2 separate regions of the Danio rerio genome follow, and region 2 is linked to region 1. Evidence: chromatin contacts called from public Hi-C data. All regions are on one chromosome and are shown on one strand. The core of a region is the stretch at or near the end of the contact, and the rest is flanking DNA. Distances in the headings are between cores, read along the strand shown. Region 1 holds the start of hcn2b (hyperpolarization activated cyclic nucleotide-gated potassium channel 2b). Region 2 overlaps polrmt (polymerase (RNA) mitochondrial (DNA directed)).

The links. Hi-C and Micro-C count contacts between places; a contact is called where the count stands out from the background.
Region 2: a Hi-C map of hematopoietic stem cells shows a contact between it and region 1, with 4 times the contacts expected there. The contact joins the enhancer-like site here to the promoter of hcn2b in region 1. A contact is called at or near these places in 2 of 18 Hi-C or Micro-C datasets (embryo and hematopoietic stem cells) and 1 of 4 datasets of contacts at active chromatin or transcription factors (embryo).

Annotation. Positions count from the first base shown.
Region 1 is chr22:18,655,647-18,662,495 of GRCz12tu, forward strand. hcn2b (hyperpolarization activated cyclic nucleotide-gated potassium channel 2b) reads left to right here and starts at 2,102. Exons shown (of 8, transcript XM_680322.10): 1 at 2,102-2,900. The coding sequence starts at 2,200. It overlaps LOC141380308 (a long non-coding RNA gene), which reads right to left and starts at 3,107. Exons shown (of 2, transcript XR_012398130.1): 1 at 1,489-3,107; 2 at 1-1,434.
Region 2 is chr22:18,763,686-18,770,288 of GRCz12tu, forward strand. polrmt (polymerase (RNA) mitochondrial (DNA directed)) reads right to left here. Exons shown (of 21, transcript XM_005170522.5): 12 at 1,392-1,514. Among named protein-coding and RNA genes, the nearest start is that of polrmt, 41 kb to the right of the region's middle. Within about 2 kb of position 1,381, at least 3 of the 62 cell types and tissues checked have an H3K27ac peak or open chromatin away from gene starts, as enhancers often do.

The sequences.
Region 1 (6,849 bases), core at 852-3,351:
GGCCTAGTTGTTTATAGTTAGCTGTCCTCTTTTCAGCATGAAGGCCTTGATCATAAAGATATTTTTCTAGAAATTCTTCATGTAAATAAGTTGTACAACTAAAACGAAAACTGCTAGTATCAATTTCTGTAGGATTGCTTCCCAGCTGAATGGTAAAAACACCAACAGTCAATCAGAATCTACCTTCAAATAGCTCAATAGCTCATATAATATCATATGATCAGGGGTTAACATTAACACCCGTCTACCCGCCAAATGCGGGTAGATTTCAGCTGTGGCGTGTTGGACAGACACCCCCACTAGTCACTTAGGACGATCAAAAATAATTGAGAAAATTAATAATTGAGAAATTAAATAATTGAGAAATTTTTTTTTTGAACCCGAAACTGAAAGCGAGACATGACTTTTAAGGGACTGTTTCATATGGATTAATTAATCATTATTCAATGAAAGCAAACTGTCGTAGATTATTAGACGCAAACCCCTCACTGCGCGACAGCTGCACCTTCAGCAAACCACCTAATGCACGAGGACTTTATGATTGTTTATCAGTGTCAAAAGTGGCCGATCTGTTCGGCAAAATATTTGACTGCGTCACTGCATATAAAACGACTTAAACGATATAACTGAAGAAATCTCTACTGTGCTGAGCGAAAGCGCTTACTGAACAGTGCATCATCGATGATGTAAGCGTGCCTAGGCCCAAATGTAATGTGAGTGCGGGAAGTCAGGGGAGATGGGAGGGGGGCAAGCGTGCTTTGAGCCAGTTCAAGGCAACTGTACATAGTGTGAGTACACCCTTGGTGTCGCACGCACAGCTGATGTGAAGCGCATGGTTGCCTAAAAGCCCCTGCATCCCATTTCCTTGCATAAAGCAACCTGTGCCTAAAAACGCAACTGGTTTTTCTTTTAAATAGACTGGAAAAAACGGTGCTCGTGCAACCACATTTATGCTGCTTTTCAGAGCTCCAGATTTTATGTAAACAGCAGCAGTTGCCGCTTTCACTTTTACCATTCTTTAAACAGATTAATAATGAGCCTAAAAACCGTCTGTGTGTGATCATCTTTTCATTATCACACACAGTATATTTTTCACCGGCTTTCTTTTGCTTACAGTTACTTATGTTAATATGGTTTAATTATAATTTTGCGTTAATGTGAGATTATATATAGTTAACTGGTAATCTGGGAATTTCAGCCAGGACAGACTACTGTGTATAGTTTTAGATACATGAAAATAATTTTTTAATGTCAATTGTTTTGTTTTTTTAAGAATATTTTTGTTGAATGAAAAGTATATCTATACAGCTATATTTTGCTTGTTTTATCACAATATTTAAAATTTGTGGCAAGGAAATAATTATTTTAGTTTAGCCAGAAAAATGGTAAAATCTTAGTGTTGAGACCTAAAAATTCCTGTAAAATAAAATTAATCTATTTATTTATATATAAATGCTCATCCTTATTGAACAAGGTCATACACAACACACACAAAAGTTAAATGAACAAGCAGCTATGAGGACATAAAACAAAATTTAAATCAAGTAAAATTACAAGTAATTTTAACATGTTAAAGTCAAATTTATACATATTAAATATATTTTCACAAAAACAAAATTGTGGCTAGTAAAAATAGTGAGTGGCTAGTAGCATTGGAAAACTACTAGCCATAGTGCCTGGTGATCAAAAAAGTTCATGTCAAGCCCTACATATGATACATCATAGTTGTTTATAGTTATGCTCTTTTGTGTAAAAGTCCTTAATGATAAAAATATCTTTAAATCTATGAACAAATAAGTTCACAGTCAAAACGAAAATGATTAATTTCACATTAAAAAAACAGTTATATTTATAAAATTGTAATTTTTTTCAAAGTCATTCATTGACTTTGATTAACTTTAGAAATATTCCAGAAGTCTACTAAACCAATTGTGCGAATTTAACATTCAACGAGTGAATGTCTCATTACTCGGACCATTTTCCCCCAGTTTCTCATAGACATAGTTGCCATCCTCCTGCCTTCATCATGTGAACTCATGGCTTGTGATGCGTTTCCAGGTAAGGGAGTGATCGAGTGCAGCCATGTCAACGCGGCTGCTGTAGTTGTGTCTGGTGACATTGGCACTCGCATGCCCGCGTCTGCACTTTCGTAAAATCTGGCTGCGTCAGGATTCACCCCAAAGCTCCCTCGCCGCCGTCATGGATGAAGCGGAGGACGGCGATGAAGACCACAAAGAGACTCGCAGGGGCGACATCCTTGACTCTTCCTCCAAGATGAAGACTGTAGCGCCAGGAGGGGGAGCAGCGAGCAGCAGGATCTCCAACAACAAGGACTTCGCCTCATGTGGACGCAGCACGGAATCCGCCGCGCTCCTCGGACACGGAGACGCTTCCCGGAGCGGCGCTCATTCTGACGGCGAGGATGCCACCGGAATGAGATGCGTGATCAACGGAGACTGCCGAAGAGACGACAGCGTGTGCTCAGTCCTCTCCAAGCTGGAGAAGCAGACAGGTGGAGGCTTCCCAGCATCTGCATGTCACTCCAGCACCTCCAGCATGGACGGCTCGGTCACTCCTGCCGCCGCCGCCGCTCCTCCCGCGGACAAGAAGGACTCCAGGGTGTCCTTCTCCAGCGCCGCACCTGCGCACGGACCGAGTCCGAGCAACCCAGCGGGCAATTCCGTCAGCTTCTCCAAGTCTGAGGATGGCCAGATCACGGCGGAAGATGGGGAAGCCAGGGACAATCAAACTTACATGCAGAGGCAGTTTAGCGCCATGCTGCAGCCCGGGGTCAACAAATTCTCCCTGCGTATGTTTGGGAGCCAAAAGGCAGTGGAGAAGGAGCAGGAACGGGTCAAATCCGCCGGCAATTGGATTATTCATCCGTACAGTGATTTCAGGTAGGGCTGATGAGATGGAGGGACGCCACTGGAGACTCCATACCTGGTTGCAAATGCACACGTTTCAATGCACAGGTGTTATTTTAGAAAACAGGTGCCTTTCTGGTTTAAAAAAAAAGAGGAGAATTATTATTTTATTTATTTGTAAAACGTATATGAGATCATCCTGTATTGATAAATATTAATATAATAATATTAAGGTGAAGTAATTAATAAAAAATAAAAAAAAGAGGTAGCTGCTTATGATGCCATTACACTTTTGGTGTACTTATGATGCTATGACATTATTACACAGAATCAACAGAGATTTATGAAGTATGGGGTTTTCAGACTGGTCCAAACCTGTAAATAAAAAAGTGCTATCAATCAATCAATCAATCAATCAATCAATCAATCAATCAATCAATCAATCAATCAATCAATCAATCAATCAATCAATTAATCAATGAATGAATGAATGAATGAATGAATAAAAAAATTAAAAAATAAACATTTGTTATTAAGACAGGTAAGCACACAGTTATAATAATAAATAAAGAAAATAATAAAATAATTTAACACAAAATAACAAAATAATAATAATAAAATAAATAATAAAATAAGATTCAAATAAATTATACAAACGTGAAATAATTAAATAAAATGATAAATTGTTTAAATAATAAAATAAATTAACATAAAATAATATAATTGAATAAGATTCAAATAAATTATACAAACATTTGAAATACATAAAATAATAATAAATAATAAAATAATTTAACAAAATAACATAAATAAATAAGATTCAATAAATTACACAAAAATTTGAAATAATTAAATAAAATAATAAATTGTTTAAATAATAAAATAATTTAACATACAATAATATAATTATGTAGGATTCAAATAAATTATACTAACGTTTGAAATAAAAAAATTAAATACTAAAATAATTTATCATAAATAATATAATTAAATAGGATTTAAATGAATTATACAAACATTTGAAATAAATAAATAGATTAAATAAAGTAAATAATACAAATAAAATACAATTAAAAAAATTATAATAAAGCGTATATATTTTCCCAATAATATTTTAGAGCATGAATAAAATTTTTGCACAGAATAAATTGGGTCTTTAAGAAAGTTTTAAAATAATACAATTTAATAGGGTGATCATTTGCATGAGTATGATCATATTTGGGGGCCCACTGCATCTAAAAAATTGCAAATTTTTAGTTGTGTTTAATAAATAAAAAATTGAGAGCTGTGCAATAATAAGGATAAAAATATTTATTTAAAATCAACCCATTCTGACAAGTTACATTAAAATGTAGTGATTAAGAAACAAGGAAGTATTTCTACACTTTAAAAAAAGAACAGAAACAGAGTTAACACTAAAATTTGCATAGACCTATTTCATTAAATCATCATGACTATTTACGATTAGTACATTAACAAATTAGGAGGCACTTAATTTCTAAGTAACAGTAATAATAATTAATTAATTATTAATTAATAATTAAGTAACAGGATCAACATTTTAAAGCTCATTTAACCAGAAATTAAAGTGCTGATATTTGCGTAATTTTTACAAATATCTAGAGTTCAGTAATCACTTGTACAAATTTATGGTAAGCGTTCAAATTTACAGAGCATTATAACAATATAAAGTAATTAACAAACAAGGAAACATTTAGGTCATTATGCCATTTAAAATGTAGCAACTAAGAGTTGAAAATTGATTTAGCCATTGTGCTCAAAGTTGTTATTTAGAAACAAAACATATTCCTGATATTTTATATATTTTGAATCAAAAATCTAGTGCATCATCTGTATACTGCAACAAATCATAGTAACTGGGTGAAGATTAAATGATTTACACACAAGGTGACACTTTTGATCCCAATATATCTTCAAAATTTCAATGAACAGTGTTGAGATTTTTGTAAAATATCTAGCTTTCAGGTGTTTACTGTACACAAAGTTTAAGATATAGACATAGTTGACACCTTGATACTACTAATAACATTTTAAAAAGCAATTAACAATAATAGTTATAAATAATAATTATAATAATGATAGTTCCTTACATTTATATAATGTTTTACTAGACACTCAAAGCGCTTTACACATTGGGGGGAATCTCCTCATCCACCACCAGTGTGCCACATCCACCTGGATGACGCGATGGCAGCCATATTGCGCCAGACTGCAGACCACACACCAGCTGATTGGTAGAGAGGAAACAGAGTGATGAAGCCAATTATGAAATGGGTATGGTTAGGAGGCCATGTGGGCAAATTTGGCCAGGGTTAAACCCCTACTATTTTTCAAAGGACGTCCTGGGATATTTCACAACCAAAGAAAGGTATAGAGTCACCTTCACCATACTGGGGCGTTAGGACCCACACAGACTACAGATGGAGCACCCCTTGTCTCAACTAACACCATTTCTGGCAGCAACCAAGCTTTCCCATGGGGTCTCCCATCCAGGTTTTGACCAGGCGCAGCCCTGCTTAGCTTCAGTGGGCAACCATGAGACATAATCTGAGAATTTAACTGAAAACAAATAGAAAGTGCGTTTTCAGATTTCAATTTAGATGGACAATTTTGTTAATGTGCATGTCCACAGATGGGTTGATCCATCTGAATATTGAATAAAATGTATTGTTGGCCATTCCCACAAATATATGCACACAACTTTAATCTACTTTTGTGGTCCACATTAATTATTTAAAATTTGCAGTTCAATTTTATATAACAATGTCAAATACAATAATATTAACGTGAATAAGAAATCATAGCAAGTACAAATATATATATAAAAAAATAGGTGTAGCCTCAAACCCTCATTGGAGGATGAGTAAGTTACAACTATTTTGCATATTGTCTAAAAACTGGCTAATTTATAAGATATTAGTACAGTTTTACTCGTATGAAAATGTAAGATTTTTTAAAAACAGGCATAGCCTCAAACCTCACCCCTAAACCTGTCAATCATTGGAGGATGAGCAAAATACAACTATTTTATGTATTGTCAGAAACTTGGTGAATTTGTAAGAAATTTGTATGATTTCACTTGTATGAAAATGTACATTTAAAAAAAAAATAGGTGTGGTCCTAAACCCCACCCCTAAACTTACCCCTCATTGGAGGATGAGTAAGTTACAACTATTTTGCGTAATGTCAGAAAACTGGCTAATTCGTAAGATATTAGTACAATTTTACTTGTATGAAAACGTACGAAAAAAAATAAAAAACAGGCATAGCCTCAAACCTCACCCCTAAACCTCTTCCTCATTGGAGAATGAGCAAGTTACTACTATTTAAGTATTGTCAAAAAAGTGGCAAATTCGAAAAAATGTACACGATTTCACTTGTATGAAAACGTAAATTGTTTAAAAATAGGCGTGGTCTTAAACCCCACCCCTAAACCTATCAGACATTGGAGGATGAGCAAGTTATGCTAAAATGTGCAAATGAGATCATACAAATTAATCACCAGATGAAAAAGTTTGAAATTGACATGAACTAACGTTGTTATACATCACGCCCAGACGTAACTTCACAAAAACTGTTCCTGGACCAGCTCTCAGACAGGCTGGTTTTGTGTGTTTATTGGTGATGCTCAGTTCAGTGGTTTGTTTGTTTGTTGTGAATGATGGAGTCACCTCTGTGGTGTGTTTAATGGTCTCCCAGGACACGACGTTCCTCAAATACGCTTCTAAAACAGTCAGAAATCTCTGATAAAAGCTCCTAAATGTGCTTCGTTTTGGCAGTTGCTTGAGCATTTTTACTGAGAAGGAGACTGAGGACAGGTTTAACTGAGGATTGGTTAAACTAGTGTTTTCCCCTGTCATATTCTGAGTCTCTAAAGAGCGCCGGTTAGCAGCTCTAGATGAGCTCTGTGCTGAGGGAACAACTCATTTTATATAAACAATAAGATAAGAGATATTTATTA
Region 2 (6,603 bases), core at 131-2,630, 110 kb after region 1:
ATTAGATCAATATTCAGATTTGATTCAGACTTCAGTAGAGAAGTAGAAAAATAAAAATAAATGAGAAATATTATCGGTGATTACACGTTATTAATAACACTGAATTACATAATTTTAAATGATAGTATTTTATTTCATTATGATACATCCTAACTAAAATTGGTAATTATGAAACATAACATTACATATTAAAATAAATAATAAATACATTCGCTATAGCTATTCTAATTGTATATTAAAGCGTTTATGTTTTGTCTGGTTTCAGTAATTGTAGTAAATATATCAATACTAAATAATGATATAAATGCATATATTGTATAATTTACTACAATAACAAAAACAGCATGCACAAGTTACAGCTACATAAATATTAACAATTATACACAGAAATTATTATTAATATTTGTTATTATTTATAGTATTACTATTTAAATAATTTTATATAATTACATTTAATTCATAATGTGATTATTTTGAATATTTTTTCATGTGTAATATTTTATTATAATTAGAAATGATTATTATAATTATTAAAATTACTTTATTAGTTACTATAATTTAATTTGATAATTGATGTTTTTACAATTAAAATAATAAATATGACAATATAAAATTGTTTAAAATAATTAATAATATGCTCAAAAATAACAAACTGTTAGGAAGCAACAAAATATATCAATTATAATGAACAATTACAAATGACTATTTATATAGTAAACAGACTTGTTTACTTATCGTTTTTAGCTTATTGTTTTAATATTTAAGTTTTATACGTTATTATATTTATTAGTAGTAGTACTATTAGTAGTATTATGACTATTAGTAAAGGTTAATGTATAAATATAAATATCATTTGTATAATATATAAAATATAAATATTAACACTATAATACTACTATACAATAGTTTGAAGTATAGTACTATGGTTATAATAATAATAACAATATGATCATTTATAAATATGCAGCTGAAGTCAGAATTATTAGCTCTCTTTGAAAATTTTTTCTTTTTTAAATATTTCCCAAATGATGTTTAACAGAGCAAGGGCATATTCACAGTATGTCGGATCATATTTTTTTTCTGGAGGAGGTCCTATTTGTTTTATTTGGAATAGAACAAAACAGTTTTATTTTTTAAACACCATTTTAAGGTCAATTATTAGCCCCTCTAAGCTATATATATTTTTTGAGAGTCCAAGTCATAAAATTATACTAGGGCAGATATTAAATGAACTTATAAGAAAGCTACTTGTGTGATTGGGTGGTCACTGAAGTGTTATCTGAGTCTTATTGATTAAACAGTGGTGCATCTGAAGTCAAACACAGGCTTGAAAACACACAGCTCTGGAGGGCATGGAGAGGCACTGCCGCCCCCTGGTGCCACAGACTGACCTGCTTAGCCACACCACTGTACACGTCCTGAGGAAGAGCACAGGGCATGAGGTTCACTGAGGTAGCGCCGATCACATCCCGCCCGAGGGCAGCATAGTGCTGGAGGCCATTACACGATCCGTCCTGACAGACAAACACAAGACAAACACAAACTCTGCAGGTGAACACGGTAAAAAAATAAAGTAATTGTCATCAACATATTTACCCTGTTGAGCGATTATAATAGGCACTGTAGATGTTTATATGTATTACAAGTTTTCAAAAATGTATGTTTAAACATGTAAATCTATCTATCTATCTATCTATCTATCTATCTATCTATCTATCTATCTATCTATCTATCTATCTATCTATCTATCTATCTATCTATCTATCTAAGTAATTATTAAAGTAAATAATAATAATAACAATTTTAGTTTATTTGTGAACACACCCCATCTGTAAAACTGCTCAAACTATACACTATTGGTGAAAAGTTTGAGATGACTAAGCTTCTTTTTTTTTTTTTTTTTTTTTTTTTTTTCAAATCTTTTTATTAACATTTTGGTCAATAAAACATCAATTTCAAAAGTAATTGAAAAACAGAGAAAAATGATCTTTGCTCCAACAGAGCCCCCCCACCCCACAGCACCGTTTATAAACAATATGTTATGCCTATTTTTAATCTGTTTTACATTCTGTCGCAATATATACATACATACAATACAAATAGACAAAAGTTCCATTATATGTTCACTCATCTATTGTACATATATACGCACACAACGAGTCACAATAGGCTTAGCAAATGTAAAACAAAGAAATTAAATAATTTAGATAGAAATTAAAATGTAGTCAAATAAAATGGAGGGAAAAAAATGTGAGAAACCCATAAATAATGGTCAAACTGAAAAAATTAAGTTTTGATCCATTTGTTTTATATATGTCAACACTGGCTGCCAAATAAGATGAAATTTTTGGCTGCAACCTTTGGTAGAGTACCGAATCTTCTCCATTGTAAGATGGTACATAAGGTCCCTAATATAATGATTAAAAGTTGGAGGAAATTTGTCCTTCCATTTGAGCAGTATAAGACGTCTAGCAATTAATGTTGAAAAAGAAATCATGCTTTTGGTATTATTGTCTAAACCGGGATCTGTTATTAAACCAAATATTCCTGTAACAGGGCAAGGGTCAATTGTTACATGTAAAACATTTGAAAAAAAAATTAAATATTAATTGCCAGAACTTGGTAATTTTAGAGCATGACCAAAGCATGTGTGTGTGATTAGCTATTTCTACGTCACATCTATTACATAGGGGATTTATAGTTGGTAAAAATTTTGCTAATTTTGCTTTTGTCCAATGAAGGCGATGGACCACTTTAAACTGAATAATTGTATGTCGCAAACAAATTGAAGTTGAATGAATCTTATTTATAATGTCTAGCCAAATTTCCTCGAGAGGGTCAACTCAAGTTCATTTTCCCATTGTTGTTTCGACTTTGTTACTGAAGTTAGATTTTGTGAGGAGATAAAAGAGTAAATCACACCTATATTACCTTTGAGAACTGGATTGGTTTTTAAAATGGTGTCAAGTAATGTTTCTGTAGGTAAAGTTGGAAAATCTACTGTATTAGAAATCATAAAACTGCGGATCTGTAGATATCTAAAGAAATGTGTTTTAGGGATATTGTATTTTGTTCTTATTTGGTTGAAGGACATGAAATTGGAATCGCTATATAAATCATTCAGTGTGGTGAGCCCTTTTTCTATCCAGCAATTAAATGTAGCATCTGCAATCGAAGGAGTAAACATATGATTTTTTATAATAGGGGCCTGCATGGATAGATCAGTAAATGATAAAGCTCGTCTAAATTGGTGCCATATTTTAAAAGATGTTTTAACAATTGGATTCGGAGAGTATCTAGATATTGGATCAGGAAGAGGAATCTTAGAACAGAGTAAAGAAGATAATGCAAATTTACAAGAAGCCTTTTCTAGTTGTAACCATGTGGGATTATCAGAAGGGTTAATCCAATACAACATAAATTTAATGTTAGAAGCCCAATAATAATGTTGGAAATTTGGGAGAGATAACCCACCAAAAGAGCAGTGTCTTTGTAATAAATTTTTACGCATGCGAGGTATTTTCCTATTCCAGATGAAATCAGATATAAGGGAGTCTATGTTGTTAAAGAAAGACTTGGTTAAAAAAATTGGAAGACACTGAAATAAAAATAGCAGTCTAGGCAGTATATTCATCTTAACAGTGTTAATTCTACCTCCTAAAGATAAAGAAAGCAGGTTCCAACGATCAAGATCTTGTTTTAAGTTATGTATAAGTGGGCTAAAGTTAGCATTATAAAGTTTATGATATTTATGAGTAACCCAGACACCCAAGTATTTAATTTTCTCGGTACTTATTTTAAACGCAAATGAGTTAGATAATGTTGTGTAAGCTGTACAATTCACCGGCATAAGTTCACTTTTCTTAATATTAATTTTATAACCCGAAATTTTCCCGAAATCATTTAAAAGTCCAATCAGTGCTGGCAAGCTTGTAAGTGGATGAGATAAGTATACAAGCATGTCATCTGCGTACAAAGAAACTTTGTGTTCAACATTCCCTTTATATATTCCCTTAATTAGAGTATTCTCTCGTATAGCCACGGCTAGTGGTTCGATTACCAATGCAAATAAAAGAGGAGATAATGGGCAGCCCTGTCTAGTACCACGTTGTAAAGAAAAAAAAGGAGATAGATTATTATTTGTTCGCACTGCCGCCACCGGTGAGTTATAAATTATTTTAATCCAATGAATAAATTTTGAACCAAACCCAAATTTTTCCAAAACATAAAAAAGAAAGTCCCACTCCACCCTGTCAAATGCTTTCTCAGCATCAAGCGATAGTAGTACCTCAGAAGTATTAGACGGAGTGGGATCATAAAGAATACTTAAGAGTCTTCGTATATTGAAAAATAGTTGCCGGTTTTTAATGAACCCAGTTTGATCACTCGATATTACAGAAGGCAGAACGTTTTCCAGCCTACGAGCTAACATTTTGGCCAGGATTTTGCTGTCTACATTGAGAAGAGAGATTGGGCGATAAGAGCCACATTCGAGAGGGTCTTTATTTTCCTTGAGGATAAGCGTTATGACTGCTTGTTGCATAGTTGGAGGAAGAGTCCCAGAATAAAATGCTTCCCCAAATACATTTGACAACAGTGGAGCTAAGTCATTCCTAAATTTTTTATAGAATTCGCTCGGAAACCCATCAGGTCCAGGTGACTTAGAGTTTTGCATTGACAATATTGAGGCATTTATTTCTTGAACTGAAAAAGGGGCCTCAAGTTCGGCTGCAGTCTCTTTATCAATTGAAGGAATAGTAATTTTATCAAAAAAAGATGAGAGCAAATTTGGGTCCTTAGGAGATTCTGACTTGTATAATTTTGAGTAAAACTCATAAAAACATTGATTAATCTGCTGATGCTCTGTATGTTTTTGGCCTAATTGATCTATTATTTGGGTAATAGTGCGATCTGCTGCTTTTTGTCTTAACTGATGAGCTAAAATTCTACCCGTCTTCTCACTATGTTCGTATATTCTATAACGTGTTTTATTTAATAAATTCTCAATATGTTTGGTGTTTAGAAGATTATATTCAGTTTGAAGCGATAATCTTTGTTTATTTAGGGTGGGTGATGGTGTAAGGGCTAGTGTGGCATCTAATTTAATTATAGCATTGGTTAATTCCTCAAGCCTGACTCTTTGTTTTTTTCTAATATAGGAACTATAGGATATTATCTCTCCTCTTAAATATGCTTTCATAGCTTCCCATATTACTGAGAAAGATGTTTCTGGTGTTTGATTAAGTTCAAGAAATATTTTAATTTTAGAGGATATCAAGTTAGTAAATGTTTCATCTGAAAGCAGTAATGTATTTAAACGCCAGGGACAATATTTGTCAAGTGTGACTGGGATGCACAGCGTCATTAATAAAGGGGCATGGTCAGAGATAACAATGGCACAATATTCACAATAGCTAATCAGAGGTATAAGATTATTATCTAGAAAAAAGTAGTCTATGCGGGAATATGTCTGATGGACAGATGAGAAAAAAGAATAGCTTCTAGACACAGGATTACGAAATCGCCAAATATCTGATACCCCATATGTATCTATAAATGTTTTAATGGCCTCAGCTGACTTTGACGAGGGAGTAGTTTTAACTGAACTACGATCTAAGGATGACATTACACAATTCATATCTCCTCCTAATATCAAAGAGTGTGTGTCCAAATTTGCTAGTTTAGAGAAGATATTTGTAAAGAAAACACTGTCATCATAATTTGGTGCGTACACATTAGCTAAGATGACTGAGATATTATAAAGTTTGCCAATAACAATGATGAAGCGACCTGCAGGGTCTGCTTTTACCATCGAGGCCTCAAATGGGACATTTTTTTCAATAAGGATTGCTGTTCCCCTAGATTTAGAATTAAAATTAGAGTGATATAATTGACCCACCCAATCACATTTTAACCTAAAATGATCTATTTTACGCAAATGCGTTTCCTGAAGAAAAGCAATCCCTACTTTAAGTTGTTTTAAATGCAAAAGTACACTTTTCCGCTTAACAGGGTGATTTAAGGACTTAACATTCCAGCTAATAATATTAATGTTGCAGCCTGATGATTTATTCATTTTATTAATCATTTGAAAAATGAAGCAGAAATCTCTCCTCCCCCTTAATAAAGAAAAGGTACATAAAGTAATTTATAAAATGTAAAACTGGTGCTGTTAAACCCACCCACACGTCACTCGAATGAACAGAGTGACTCCCAACCCCATTGATTAAGTTTCCACACATTTAAGTGTTTGTTTTGGAGAAATCACAGTGTAGCAGGCGCTCCTAAACCAAACATAAATATAGAGCGTGTAACCTTATTTCACTATATTTAACTTAAAGTGGTCGGTTTACACAACACAATAATAATCAACTAAGAACGTAGATGACTTTAAAAGATTTAAAGGGAAAAAAAAAAAAAAAAAAAAAAAAAAAGGTTTGCTTTCTACAACCTCGTTGCGTCTTCGAATTCTAAAGATGCCATCTGCTCACCATTTATAGAAAAAAAATTTGAAATGGAAAGTAAGTAATAAATGTCTTTTTGAAGCACGTTGAATATCTGTAATGCAAGTTCAGTGTCTGTTCTATACAGTAGCCTCGCCCG